Linked DNA regions of Mus musculus: all the other regions are linked to region 3. Evidence: chromatin contacts called from public promoter capture Hi-C data. All regions are on one chromosome and are shown on one strand. Each heading gives the region's core, a stretch centred on a gene start, on an enhancer-like site or on the middle of the called end of the contact. The rest is flanking DNA. Distances are from core to core; before and after follow the strand shown.

The links. Promoter capture Hi-C pulls out the DNA fragments that hold promoters and counts their contacts.
Region 1: a promoter capture Hi-C map of liver shows a contact between it and region 3, with 5 times the contacts expected there. The contact joins the promoter of Cxcl12 here to the promoter of Syn2 in region 3. A contact is called at or near these places in 2 of 39 promoter capture datasets (liver and pre-B cells).
Region 2: a contact with region 3 is called in a promoter capture Hi-C map of liver, with 4 times the contacts expected there. The contact joins the promoter of Rasgef1a here to the promoter of Syn2 in region 3. A contact is called at or near these places in 2 of 39 promoter capture datasets (both in liver).

Annotation. Positions count from the first base shown.
Region 1 is chr6:117,166,564-117,170,389 of GRCm38.p6, forward strand. Cxcl12 (chemokine (C-X-C motif) ligand 12) reads left to right here and starts at 1,972. Exons shown (of 3, transcript NM_021704.3): 1 at 1,972-2,153. The coding sequence starts at 2,093.
Region 2 is chr6:118,064,141-118,068,185 of GRCm38.p6, forward strand. Rasgef1a (RasGEF domain family, member 1A) reads left to right here and starts at 2,245. Exons shown (of 13, transcript NM_027526.1): 1 at 2,245-2,322. The coding sequence starts at 2,305.
Region 3 is chr6:115,133,359-115,137,377 of GRCm38.p6, forward strand. Syn2 (synapsin II) reads left to right here and starts at 1,544. Exons shown (of 13, transcript NM_001111015.1): 1 at 1,544-2,102. The coding sequence starts at 1,723. It overlaps Gm17733 (predicted gene, 17733), which reads right to left and starts at 1,477. Exons shown (of 2, transcript NR_132436.1): 1 at 1,257-1,477.

The DNA.
Region 1 (3,826 bases), core at 722-3,221, 2.0 Mb after region 3:
ACGTATTTTAGTGAATGCTTGTTGGAGGGTAGGGACAGATGTGGCCCGCATCGGCTTCTGTTCTGGAGCCTCAGTCTGCCAGAGTCTTTGTTGGCCTCTGCTTTGCTCTTAGCCTGCACAGGACACCCCTCCCCCCACCCTCACTCCTTGGCTGTGAGTGGGTCCCTCTCTCCCGATTTCATAGCAAACACCAAGAGATCTGGACACCTACCTGCTTTGGACAAACTTACAGGAGAGGTTTGCCTTGCCTCAGAGATGTACTGAATGGGAGCATCAGACAAGTTTTTGTGCTCAGAGCTTTTGCCTAGGAGCATCTGGTCTTTTTTTTTTTTTTTTTTTTTTTTTTTTTTTTTTTACTGTTTTACTGTTTTACAGGCATCAGGTATCCCAAGCGCTTGATCTCGGATTACTGGAGCATGGGAGATAAGACCACCAGAGGGCGCCGGAGCCTAGCCTCTGCCGATCCTGCAGTACAACAGGGCCAGCAAGTTCAGAGTTTAGCATACTGAACGCTCAGGATAGCGCAAAAGCCGGTAGAAATGGATGGCTGCCTTCTCTGAAATGCTACTTTTTAAACACAGGGACCAGGTCGGCGCGGTTCCAGATTTGAAGCTGAGTCCCTAAAGTGTGTCTGACAAATGAATGGATGCAAAGTGCTTAGCGGAATTGTTTAAGATACTCTCATGGCTGGAACATTTTCCTCTTGACCTTCTCCACCCTTCTTTAGTCCCTAGGTGGAGCCCCAGGCCCAAAGGTCCTGGCCACTGCTTCACAAATATGATTCCCAGATTGCCCTGAGACAGAGGCAAGTCTCTGTTGTGCACTCCCTTGGGTGAACATGATAACAGAATCCAAATCGCTAATTGGCTATGTGGGAAAAGTGGTCGAAGCATGGCCAACACTGCCTGTGGCAGTGGAAGGTCCAAAGGACGCTGCCCAAAGCCTCTAGCCCTCCAAGATTCAGTCTGCCCCCTCCCCCGTGTCTCCCCACACCCGGGTTGGGGTTGTTTTGGTTGACCAGAGTGGAACACAACGATCTATTGGCAGGGCTGAACACCAATGGGTCTATTTGTAAAGCGCCAATGACCACTTTCTGAAGCAGGGTTTTAGGGAGCGGGGCCTTAGGGAACTCTTTGGTCCTTTTTAGAACACTGGACTTTCTTCTGGAAAGGCAGGAAACACTGAAGTTTAAGAAGTTGTTTCCAGCTTCCATTAACTGAACACACATTAAAACCAAGCACAGAGAATCAGGACGTTTCGCGGGAGTGAGACCCAGTCATTTCTCCTCCGTTTCCATTCTGCAGGGTGAGAGTTGTAATCACCCACCCACTATTCGTACCATCCACCCACCCCCAGTCGAGAGAATAGGGGTACAGAGGGGAGGTGGCAAAGAAAATTCACGATACTGAGTATCTCTGGGAGACCTGTTTGGTCTCTTTGCTCGGTAGCGCAGCCCTACGTTAGAATGCATCTTCCCGGGAATGACTGTAGTGAGACTTTGGCTGGGAATCCAAGTTATTCTAACTGTAGATTGGTCCACGTTGCCCTAAGCCTAGCAGTCCACTGCGGCACAGACACCCTGGACATGAGGTGGGTCAGCTTAAGTTCCTGGCACGAAAGAAAGGGTACTCTGGCAACTTTTGGATGCGGCGAAACAGACTGTTTCGTCTCTCAGGTTCTTATTTCACGGCTTGTGCCTTTGACAGCCCCTTAGTTTCTCTATCTGCAGGATGGGAGCATTAAGCTCTACGACCCAGCCTCTTTACAATTCAGGTCCAAAGAGCCCGCCCAAGTTGGGGACTGGGAAGATCAAAGGTCTCAGCACCCAGCGGAGCCGCGGACACTGAGGGCGCCAAGAAGGGGGTGGGTAGGTAGGGAACTGGAAGGGCGGCTGCTCCGCAGGGGATGCGCGTCAGAGACCCCAGCCACACTCCAGGCCCGCCCCTTGATGAGCCCCGCCCCGCCCCGCCTGGTTTTCGCCTCTAAAGCGCCCAGCGCTCGCCTCCCGCTGCCGCACTTTCACTCTCGGTCCACCTCGGTGTCCTCTTGCTGTCCAGCTCTGCAGCCTCCGGCGCGCCCTCCCGCCCACGCCATGGACGCCAAGGTCGTCGCCGTGCTGGCCCTGGTGCTGGCCGCGCTCTGCATCAGTGACGGTGAGTGCAATCCGCGGCCGGGCCCGGGAAAGGCTCGCAGCTCTGCGCCGGAGCTCCTTCGGGTCCGCGGTTCCTCTGCCCGCGCCGAAGTCGCGGAGAAAGAACTCGGTCGGCGCCGTTCACTACAAGCGAACTTGGGGCAGTCCACTTTGCAGGGCGCACTCCCACCGGGTGCCCTTTCCCGTGTCCCACGGGTCGCACCGAGGTTTTGTGCTCTGCGAAGTGCGGCCATAGGACCTAGAGAGGGCTGCAGGGGAGGACCCGCAGGATTGTTGGGCAAGAGTGGGTTCGGCGCGGAATGGAAGCGTGGGCGATTGTGTCCGGGGCTTGGGCCCCGGAGCGCGCCAGCTGCACTCAGCTAGTGTCTACCGGCGCCCAGATGTTTCCAGAGGCGAAGGGCAGCGCGGTCCCGGAGTTGACCGTGCAAGAGGTTCACTCGGGTGGTGCGTGTGTCAGCAAACTCTCAAAGACCGGTCAAGTAGCTCGAAGTGCATGGCTTGGCTATAGGTTCAGTGGTGAGGCTGAGTTTCGTCCCCTGCGGGTGTAGCGTGTTCTCTTACAGCACCCTCGAGGGGCTCAGGGCCACCAGCAGCGCAGCGCAGCTCTTGAACTCGCGCTGCCAGCCAGGGCCGCGCTTCTGCACAGTTCGTTGGTCCGTAGCGACGCGGACCTGAGCACGCGTCTCTTCACTGCCCCTTTTTCTTCTTACCCGGGTCACTAGACAAAGGCTCAGCAGTTACCCAAGCTATATGCACACCTCTCCCCAACCCCCAAACACACCTGCAAACGGGCGCTTTTGTAGCCAGCCCCGGAGTCCTCAGCTCTGGAATGAGAGCTGCAGCGGAGTTCAGTCTCCCAGACCCAGGGTGGTGTCTTCTTTCACTGGGAAAGGGCTTTCATTTTGTTTTCTTTTTTTGACACTGAAGAGAAAACTCTCAGCGCTGTTACAAGACACCGTTGCTGCAAAACAAAACAAACCATTGCCTCTGAACACAAAACAAAATCCTACTAGTCGATCCCCTGCCTTCCTCCGCAGTGGTGTTTCCTGGAGAGAACTGAGGGACAGTCGGGGCTCTTGGTGAGACTGAGCTCTAAATGCTGCCCAAGTACACCAACTCGTTCGTTTGGGTTCTTTCCCTGTGACAACGGGGTACGGGAATGGTTGGAGTTGCCTAGTCCGAGGGAAATGTTCTGTAAAAGAATAGTCAGTTGCTGATCGGAGTAGTAAAAAAAAAGAAATGAAAGGCAGTTTCGATTTTTTTTTTTTTTTTTTTTTTTTTTTTTGTTACCGAGAACACCCGGGAGGCTGAGCCTTCCCACTGGTCCCCCAGTGCCCCGTCATGGAGCACATTGATTTGGGCATTAATAATTGAATGAGCTGGTGATGTTGCAAGGGTCACAGCCTCTGGCAAGTTAGGTATGGGGCAAGAATGTAGGACTCAGGTCCTCAAGGTTGGAGTGCAATTATCCAGAGTAAAAGTTGTCTCACCCTCAACATATTCTGACCCTAGGAAGAGTCGGATTGTTGACAGTGTCTGGATCAGACCTGTTCTCTAGGCAGGACCCCATTGTGCTGCCCGAATGAACTTTTTTACCTCCTAGTGCCTGTGTGCCCTCTGATCTTACACAGCCCTCAAGTTGCAGCACGGCTAACCTTGCTGTGGTTCCTGTCT
Region 2 (4,045 bases), core at 995-3,494, 2.9 Mb after region 3:
CCTGTGGTGAGGGAGATAGGCCACGATGGAAGGTGACCTCTTAAAGATGTCATTGAGAAGATGACATATAGACAGACTCCTAAGGGGGTGTGACCCCACACCTGGGGAAGCACTCCATGCTAAGCCAGGTTAGAGGAGCTGAGGTCCTCACAGAGAGAGAGCAACAGAACCCCGAGGCCCCGGGACTCCGCTTTTCACTGTGATCTTTACTGAAGCACTGCAATTTAAGACCAAAGTGCCCAGACCTTACTTGGGCCCCAATGGAGTCCATCCACCCGCGGAAGCAGACAAAATGCTATAGCTTACAATTTTGTCCTGTGCTTATGAGGATGGCCCTGTCACTTTCATCACAGAGCCAGGCTTCTCTGCCTCTTTTTTCAATCACTCTCAGGGTAGTCTCTTATAGACAAGGACTGTTAAGGACAGCCCCCGCTGTCTGGAGTAAGGAGGGAAGCATGTCCTCCCATGTGTCTTGCCTTTCCAGTAACCCCAGCAGCTGTTTACAGACCGCATCACATCTCCACTTTCCAATGGTGTCTTGGGTCGGGCACCACAAGCCCTTGCTGCGAGATAGCTTTAAGCAGGACATCTGACAGGAGTCAGCCTTTAGCCTGCCAGCTTCCCTAGGTCCCTGGACGCTGGGAAAGATGTGGATTGATGCATATATGCATGCTGAGGTCAGACTTGTGACAGACAGCTTCATCCATGTCTGCCAGAGATGGGACTAGATAGGCTCCCTGGGGAAAGCTTGCTCTGGAGCAGGTGGCAACTGGCTTGTTAACTGTGCATGTGGGAGAAATGCCATCACCCTCTTAGGACCCAGGTGTCCTAGAGGGTCAAGGAACAGGGCTAAAGAAGGCAGGGACAGGTAACTTCCTAGAAGTAGAACTCCAGTTTTGTTTCTCTTGGTATTAGAAGAGCAGTCTGAAGGAATGACCTGAGCCTAGCAAGGGCCCAGCACCCGAGGGTCTAGGTGGGTCTTGACAAGATTCGCCAGCAGAGGTCACTGTGAGCTTTGCATCCCCTGGAACAAGATGCAGGGCTGGAAGAGGGGGGCCCTGTGTGAAAGCTGATGCACCCTCCTCCCCGCCATCTGTGGAGCTGTTCCAGGAGGGAATAAATACTATGGGCTCTGAGACCCCTGAGAAGAAAGGTGGGGTCCAGCGACAGTGCGAGCTGGTAGAGACGTCAGGGGAGGCAGAGCCCAGAGGGCCTGGGTCCTCCTAGGAGACAAGGGAATGAGCCCAACATTCAGAGTTCCACAAGACTGAACTAACTACCCAAGAGTCTGTCTGCTGATGGATCTTTGTGCTAAGAGAGCTGATGGAGAAAGAGGGGAAGGGAGATGGCAGGAGAGAAGTGTGCTCCCTCAGGCCGCTGGGCAGAGATCAGACAGGGTGGGGTAAAGTCCGGGTCATCAGTCTCCATTAGGGACCATGGCTTGCTTGTGTGCTCTCATAGGATTGTTTAATCCCCCCTGGGCATCCTCTGCCCCGTCTATGGTCTATGGTTCCAGCTGAGAGCAGCTTTGACTCCTAGAACCTGGCCCAGCTCTCTCTGCCCTCCCAGCCTCTATCTGCTTCCTTAGTTTCAGATCCCCAGAGAGGGCATTCTTCATTTCAGCCCACCGCTGCCATCTAAACTCTAAGAGCTGGAGCTGCGGTGGGAGGCACCTGACAGGATTCTTTCCTAGTGCAGGGAGTGGGGTGGGGGTGGGGGTGAGGTGAGATAGATCCTCAGAGACAGGCACCAGGCATATCCCTTACTCGGATTAGCCCTTCCACGACAGCAGCTGCTGTATCCCTGGCGTTCTGGGGATGATAGAAGGACTGAGGATTCAAGACACTTCAGACTACAGCTGTGTGGAGCGAGCGCCCGCCCGGCAGGGGAAGCATCTGAACTAAGCGCTGCTTGGGCACCTGCGGTAGCTCTGTAGCGTTCAGTCTCCAAGGAGGAGTCTGGGACCCTTCCTGGCCCTCCCCTCCCCTCCCCTCCCCTCTCCTTCCTGGACTTCACCAGCAAGACGACCCACCCCGCCCAGAGCCCAGAGCCTTGACCCTTACGCCATTCCCAAACCTAGCACCACAAACCCTGCGGGTGCTCACGCCTCACTGTGCCTCGCCCTGTCCCTTGCTAGTGCTCCTCCCAGGGTCTTGTTCACGAGGCTCGCCAGCCCCGCCCCGGGCGGGAGGTGGCTGGGTCACGGGAGGGAAGTCCCCGGGCTTGGGCGGCACTGGCTCAGCCCCGGAGGGTAGTCGGGCTTCTACACCGCCTGCGGGTCCGGTAGCGGGAGCTGTAGCCAGGATGTTTCTGGAGCCCCAGGTAGGGTTGTGGCAGTGCGGGACTGCGGGTTAGGAGCACTCCAGGGCAGTGTCTTGACCACAGCAGGACCGCAAGGTTAAGGTTTCTGTGCCCCAGAGCTTGGGAAGCGCGGCCAGGAGGGTGCTCGCCCCCAGGACAACCAGGGCAACTCTCTCTCCTGTCCCTGCCCGGACACCTGCCGCCACTTGGGCCTCGCCCAAGGTGCAGCTGCTGCCTTCCTAGCCTCTGCTGACACCAGCGGCTCCGCTGTAAAGCGCCACTTGAAAACCTGCAGGGGGTGGGGGTGGGGTGGGGTGTTTCGCAGCAGGGTCCGGGTGCGGCAGAAGAGAAAGCAAAGGGCTGTCCTGGACAGAGCAGACTTGTAAAAAGCAGTGGCGATCTTGGAATTTCCCCTATCCTTGGGCTCAGAACCACTGTTTACTCCATAAGTGCTTGGAGTGGGGGCGGTCTGTGATGGAGTGGTTGATCATGTGGGAGGTGTGCGCTTGTATGTGCGATGTGTGGGCGGGAGAGAGGACGTGTTTATATATGGGAGGCTTAAGTGAGAGCCGTTAAGAGGAGGCAGGTGTGGGGGCAAGGCTGTGCCTGTGCATTCTCAAATGTCATGTGTTTAAAGAGAAGAGTGCCTAGTGAGGGGAAGGCTGAGAATCTCCCTAAAATTAACCCTGGGCCTGAGCCACCACTGCACCTTTCTAGCTGTTTTGAGCCATAGTGGGCAGTGGGATTCAGGAGCAGTACACAGACCTGTCTAGACCAGACCCAGTGCAGACCATTGATTTGGAAGAGTGGAGATGAGGAGCCAACATTAATGGGCTGAAGATGTAGGACAGACAATGCACATTTATTAAGCACCTGCTATGCGCTGGCACTGTGGTTTGCAGAGAACTAAGCAGGCAACAGTTCTTATCCTCACAGAGCTCATCTGGGTGCCAGAAAATCATTGGTTCTTAACCTGTGGGTCAAGACCCCTTGGGGTTAAACGACCCTTTCAAGGGGTTGCCTCTCAGATAGCCTGCATGTCAGATATTTACATTATAATTCATAGCAGTAGCAAAATTATACTTATGAAGTATCAGCGAAATACATTTTATGGCTGGGGCTCAGCACAACACGAAGAACAGCATTAAAGGGTCGCAACATTAGGAAGGTTGAGCACCTCCACAGTGAGTAATATACAGACTAAGTTACATGGCAGAAAGGACTAAAGATGAACGTAGAGGAGTAGCCCACAGCAGGAGTGCATCAGGAAGGATGATTCTGGTATCATGCAGACGTAAAACGATGCTCAGCTCCGGTGACTGTTTCCTCTGCTAATACCCATCCTGCGTCACTCTGCTGTGCCACCTACTTTTTGCTGGGGAACAGGTTGACAGGGTCCTAGGACAGGAAGGGGCCCTACATTGGCACCTCAGTTCTAGCTCATTGACACACATCATTCTACTAACCACCAGGGGGCTACACAGCCTGCCCCGGTCTCCCCAGGGATGTGTGGCACACTTGGGCTTAGCGAGCTGACTACCAGTGTGGGGTGATGTTTGTGCCTTTGTCAGGGTAGCCAGAAGAGGCGTCAGAGATGTCCTGTGGGTGTAAGGACCCCACTGAAGAAGAGTGAGAAAGAACTAGGTGAGTGGGAACATTTAAGGAAGACAGGGCAGGCCTGGGTGGGGAAGCCATCTGTGTGGGAGGTTGGGCTTTTGGGAGCACTAGAGACCAGCATGACAGG
Region 3 (4,019 bases), core at 294-2,793:
GGTGAATGAATCCTGTGCCTTTGTTGCTCCTAAACCACCTTATCCAACTGATTTACAGAATTTCTCACATCTCATTGTGGGTAATTGTTGTCTCTAGTTATGAGTCCTTAGCTCTTAGTTGTGAGTTTACCTGAGACAAGGGTTGCTTTCTAATTTTATTGGTTATTTTCACAATTGGCTGCAGGCCTCTCTGATGCTATTGGCTTAGACCTGAGAACCAACTGGGATATACAAAACAGGAACACCCTGCTAACATTAGTGTCAAGACCCTCACTGATTCCATTCAGACTAGCTAATACTACTGAGAAATAAGAATAAGGACTTAGGCCCCACTACTGGCTTATCTACTGCGTACCAGACGCTTTACCTACATGTTCTCATTTACTCCAGCAGCTTTGAAAAGTGCTATCTGTTTTTATTAGCTGTGGAAGAAAAAGGTTCAAGGGAGTAATTTGCCCAAAGTCGTGCATCACTCCAGGTGGTCTGCCTGTCAAGTACATCTGCTACATTTTGTCCAGATACAAATGTAGGGGACTAATATACCTGAAGACAGATCAAAACAAAGGTTCAAAGAGCACACAAAATTTAGAGAGTGCACAGAGAAGTTGGTAGTCAGATAAACCTTCATGGAGATGGTCAGTTAGGGGACTAGGTCGCCCTACAACACTGGGGAACAATGTATGTCAGGGAAGCAAATTGAGGGGGTAGCCTTGGCTATCTGTCTGAGGGATCCTGAAAAGACATTTTCAGTCTTCTCGGGCTCTCTTGCGCGCGCGCGTGCTCTCTCTCTCTCTGGTCAGGGAGAGAATTGTGCACTATTAAGTGGGGCACAGAAATTGCCTCCTAATGTCCTCCAGGGCAGTGTGGAGAGGGTCTGCTTAGGTTCCTTCTTCCTCAAGGAGGGTGAGGTAGCCCTCTACTTCATTGTGGTCTGGACTCCCACCTTTTGGGTCAGGGAGAGGTTTTTCCCATTCAGCACGGGTAGGCAGCTTTTATTCATTCATTCATTCATTCATTCATTCATCCATCCATCCATCCATTCATTCATTCAGGTCTCAGCATACAAGGTGCGCATTAGCAGCAACAGATTAGTCCATTCCTTCTCATCTGAAAGTTGGGGACTTTGGCATCATTTTCCTGAGCTTCAGGAAAGGAAATGCTTCGCTTTGCTCACTGAATGGTGGTCCTGGGTGTGTGTGCGCGCGCACACACACGCCAGAGCGGGTGGAGGGGCAGGTGTAGCTCTTTTCTCTCACCTCAGGGTAGGGAAGCTGACACCTCTCTTCTAACTAGATGGTATTAGGATGGTGTCTTCGTCTGGAACTGGGACACGACTCTCCTCTTGAAACCACGAAGGTGATGATGGTGGGAGACTCTCGGCTTTCCTTCCCTCCACACTGCGAGAGCTCCTGGTTCCCACACAGTCACGCTCAGGTGGCGGGAGGGGACACTCTCCCTTCTCTTTGCGCCAGAGCCTGAAAAGGCGGGGGACGCGCGAGTAGGCGGGGGCGGAGCAGGCTCTGCGGAGAGGGGCGGAGACAGAAGTAGTCACGCCCTCGGCACCGCCCACTGCTCCCTCGCTAACAGGCTCGCTCCCCAGACCCAGAGCGCCGCGGCTGTCTGCTGGGCTCCCGGAGACGCGGACCACCTTCGGTGTCCCCGCGCCGTCCTCCCCGCGCCGCTTGGCCCGCCGCCTCGAGCGCCCTCAGCCCCTCAAGCCAGATGATGAACTTCCTGAGGCGCCGGCTGTCGGACAGCAGCTTCATCGCCAACCTGCCCAATGGCTACATGACTGACCTTCAGCGCCCGGAGCCGCAGCAGCCCCCTCCTGCCCCTGGCCCCGGTGCCGCTACGGCGTCGGCGGCCACCTCAGCTGCCTCGCCCGGTCCCGAGCGCAGGCCGCCACCCGCCCAGGCACCCGCGCCGCAGCCGGCGCCGCAGCCCGCGCCGACGCCGTCGGTGGGCAGCAGCTTCTTCAGCTCGCTGTCGCAAGCGGTGAAGCAGACGGCCGCCTCCGCCGGCCTGGTGGACGCGCCCGCACCTTCGGCCGCTTCCAGGAAGGCCAAGGTGCTGCTGGTGGTCGACGAGCCGCACACCGACTGGTAGGCCCCTGCGGGGTCCGCCGGGGGCAGGGTGTGAAGATGGACCCTCGAGGTCACCCGGGAGAGCACCGGGGACGAGCAGGTGTCTGTGTGTGGGAGGGGCGAGGGCAGGCGTTGACCTCCCAGAGACATGGGTCCTAAGGTAAAGGACTCGGTGGCCTCCAGGCCGGTGGCAGAGCAAGCTACTTCATTAAGCACCAATGGAGCTTAAAAATAGTGATAAGTCGACCACGCTCTAAAGGAAGGCCACACAGCCAAGAATATTTGGGCAGCACATATTGGCTGTGACAGTGGTGGTGGGGACACCACAAAGTTGGGAAGGAAGAGAAGGAGGGATGGATCTGGAAAGAGCTGGGGGAGGGAGGGTGAAGATGATCAAAACAGGTTGTACAACATCCTCAAAGAACTAATAAAAAACAAAAACAAAACACAAATACTTATGGTGGGGGGGGGGCAGGCTTAACAGTTTAGACGCATACAAGCTAAGGTGAAAATGGACCCAGATGGCCATCAAAATAAAGGACACCAAAAAAGATTCTAGTCTGCAAGGTTTGGAATGAGTTGGGAGTGGATATTAGTATTTAAGTTGGATAGGTGTTTTTGTTGTTGTTATTGTTTGTTTGTTTTGTTTTAAACCTGTACCTGTATTGATATCAAGGTGGGTTAGATCACAGGTGTCTCAGAGTGTGATTGACATCTGTTTAAAAATAATGAGATTATTATATATATGCAACAGGGAGGGGATATATGTTTTAAAAATTTTGTTCTCTCTCTTCCCTTCTCTCCCTCCCTCCCTCCCTCCCTCCCTCCCTCCTTCCCTCCCTCCGTGTGTGTGTGTGCGTGTGTGTGTGTGTGTGTGTGTGTGTGTGTGTGTGCGCGTGCGTGCGTGCATGCGAGCATGCGTGCTCCTGTGTTTGTGTGTAAACGATGGTGGCTTTTTCAGCTGGATGATGAAGACCTAAGTAAAAACATTACATATTGTTAAAGGGCACAAATAAAATGATTGGCCTTAATGCAGTAAAGGGGAAACTTCAAGAATGCTTTTCTTTTCTTTCTTTCTTTTCTTTTTCTTCTTTTAAAAAGAGCTATAGGGAATGGGGATGATTGGGGAAGGTGTTAGGTTTAGTTGAGAAACACATGAATGAGGTCCACTGAAGACTAATTAAGAGCTTCAGAGTGGTTCCTTTGATGCAGTAGGACGCTGACTTAAGCGATGGTGGATGGTGGGCTGACTGGTGGGTATGGAACCATGAAAAGGCCAGAGCCTTAGGTGTTTTTTCCTTTGGAATGTGAGGGAGCAATTTTTGTTTTCCTTTTCCTAAGGGGATGAGGTTGATTGGTGCCTGCACCTGAGAATTCTTCCCAAGAGGAAGACACAGGGACCCCAGAGCTGTTTATTTCTCTTGTAGCTGCTTTCCTGTTGTGCTTTCTCTGCCATTCCTTCACTGAGAGACTTGGAGGGAGGGAGGGAGGGAGGGAGAGAGAAAGAGAGAGGAGAGAGAAAGAGAGAGAGAGAGAGAGAGGGAGAGAGGGAGAGAGGGGGTGCTGGGATGAACTGGTGGAAGTGACATGTTACCTGGAGCTGTAGGGCTTCCTGCTGTTACCATGCTGGAATCATTTCCTCTGGGTGGGTTGTGTGGTTGGCCCTTATTTTTCAAGATAGTAGAGTAGAAAAGACCTTTATCAGGAACTGGGAAAGGTAATGGGGAATAACAGGAAGGTAATGTGGGAAAGTACGACAGTAGTGCCACTGGCAGTCTCCTGGAAGAATCACTGGCAGTTCAAATCAACAAGTGTTTGCTCAGGAGGAAGGGAAGGGAAGGGAGGCAAGCTCTATGCAAGCATCCATTGTATGTCAGATTCTCTGGTAAGGAGGGACTCCTAATGTGGTATTCTATTGGGTCTTCAGAAAACAGG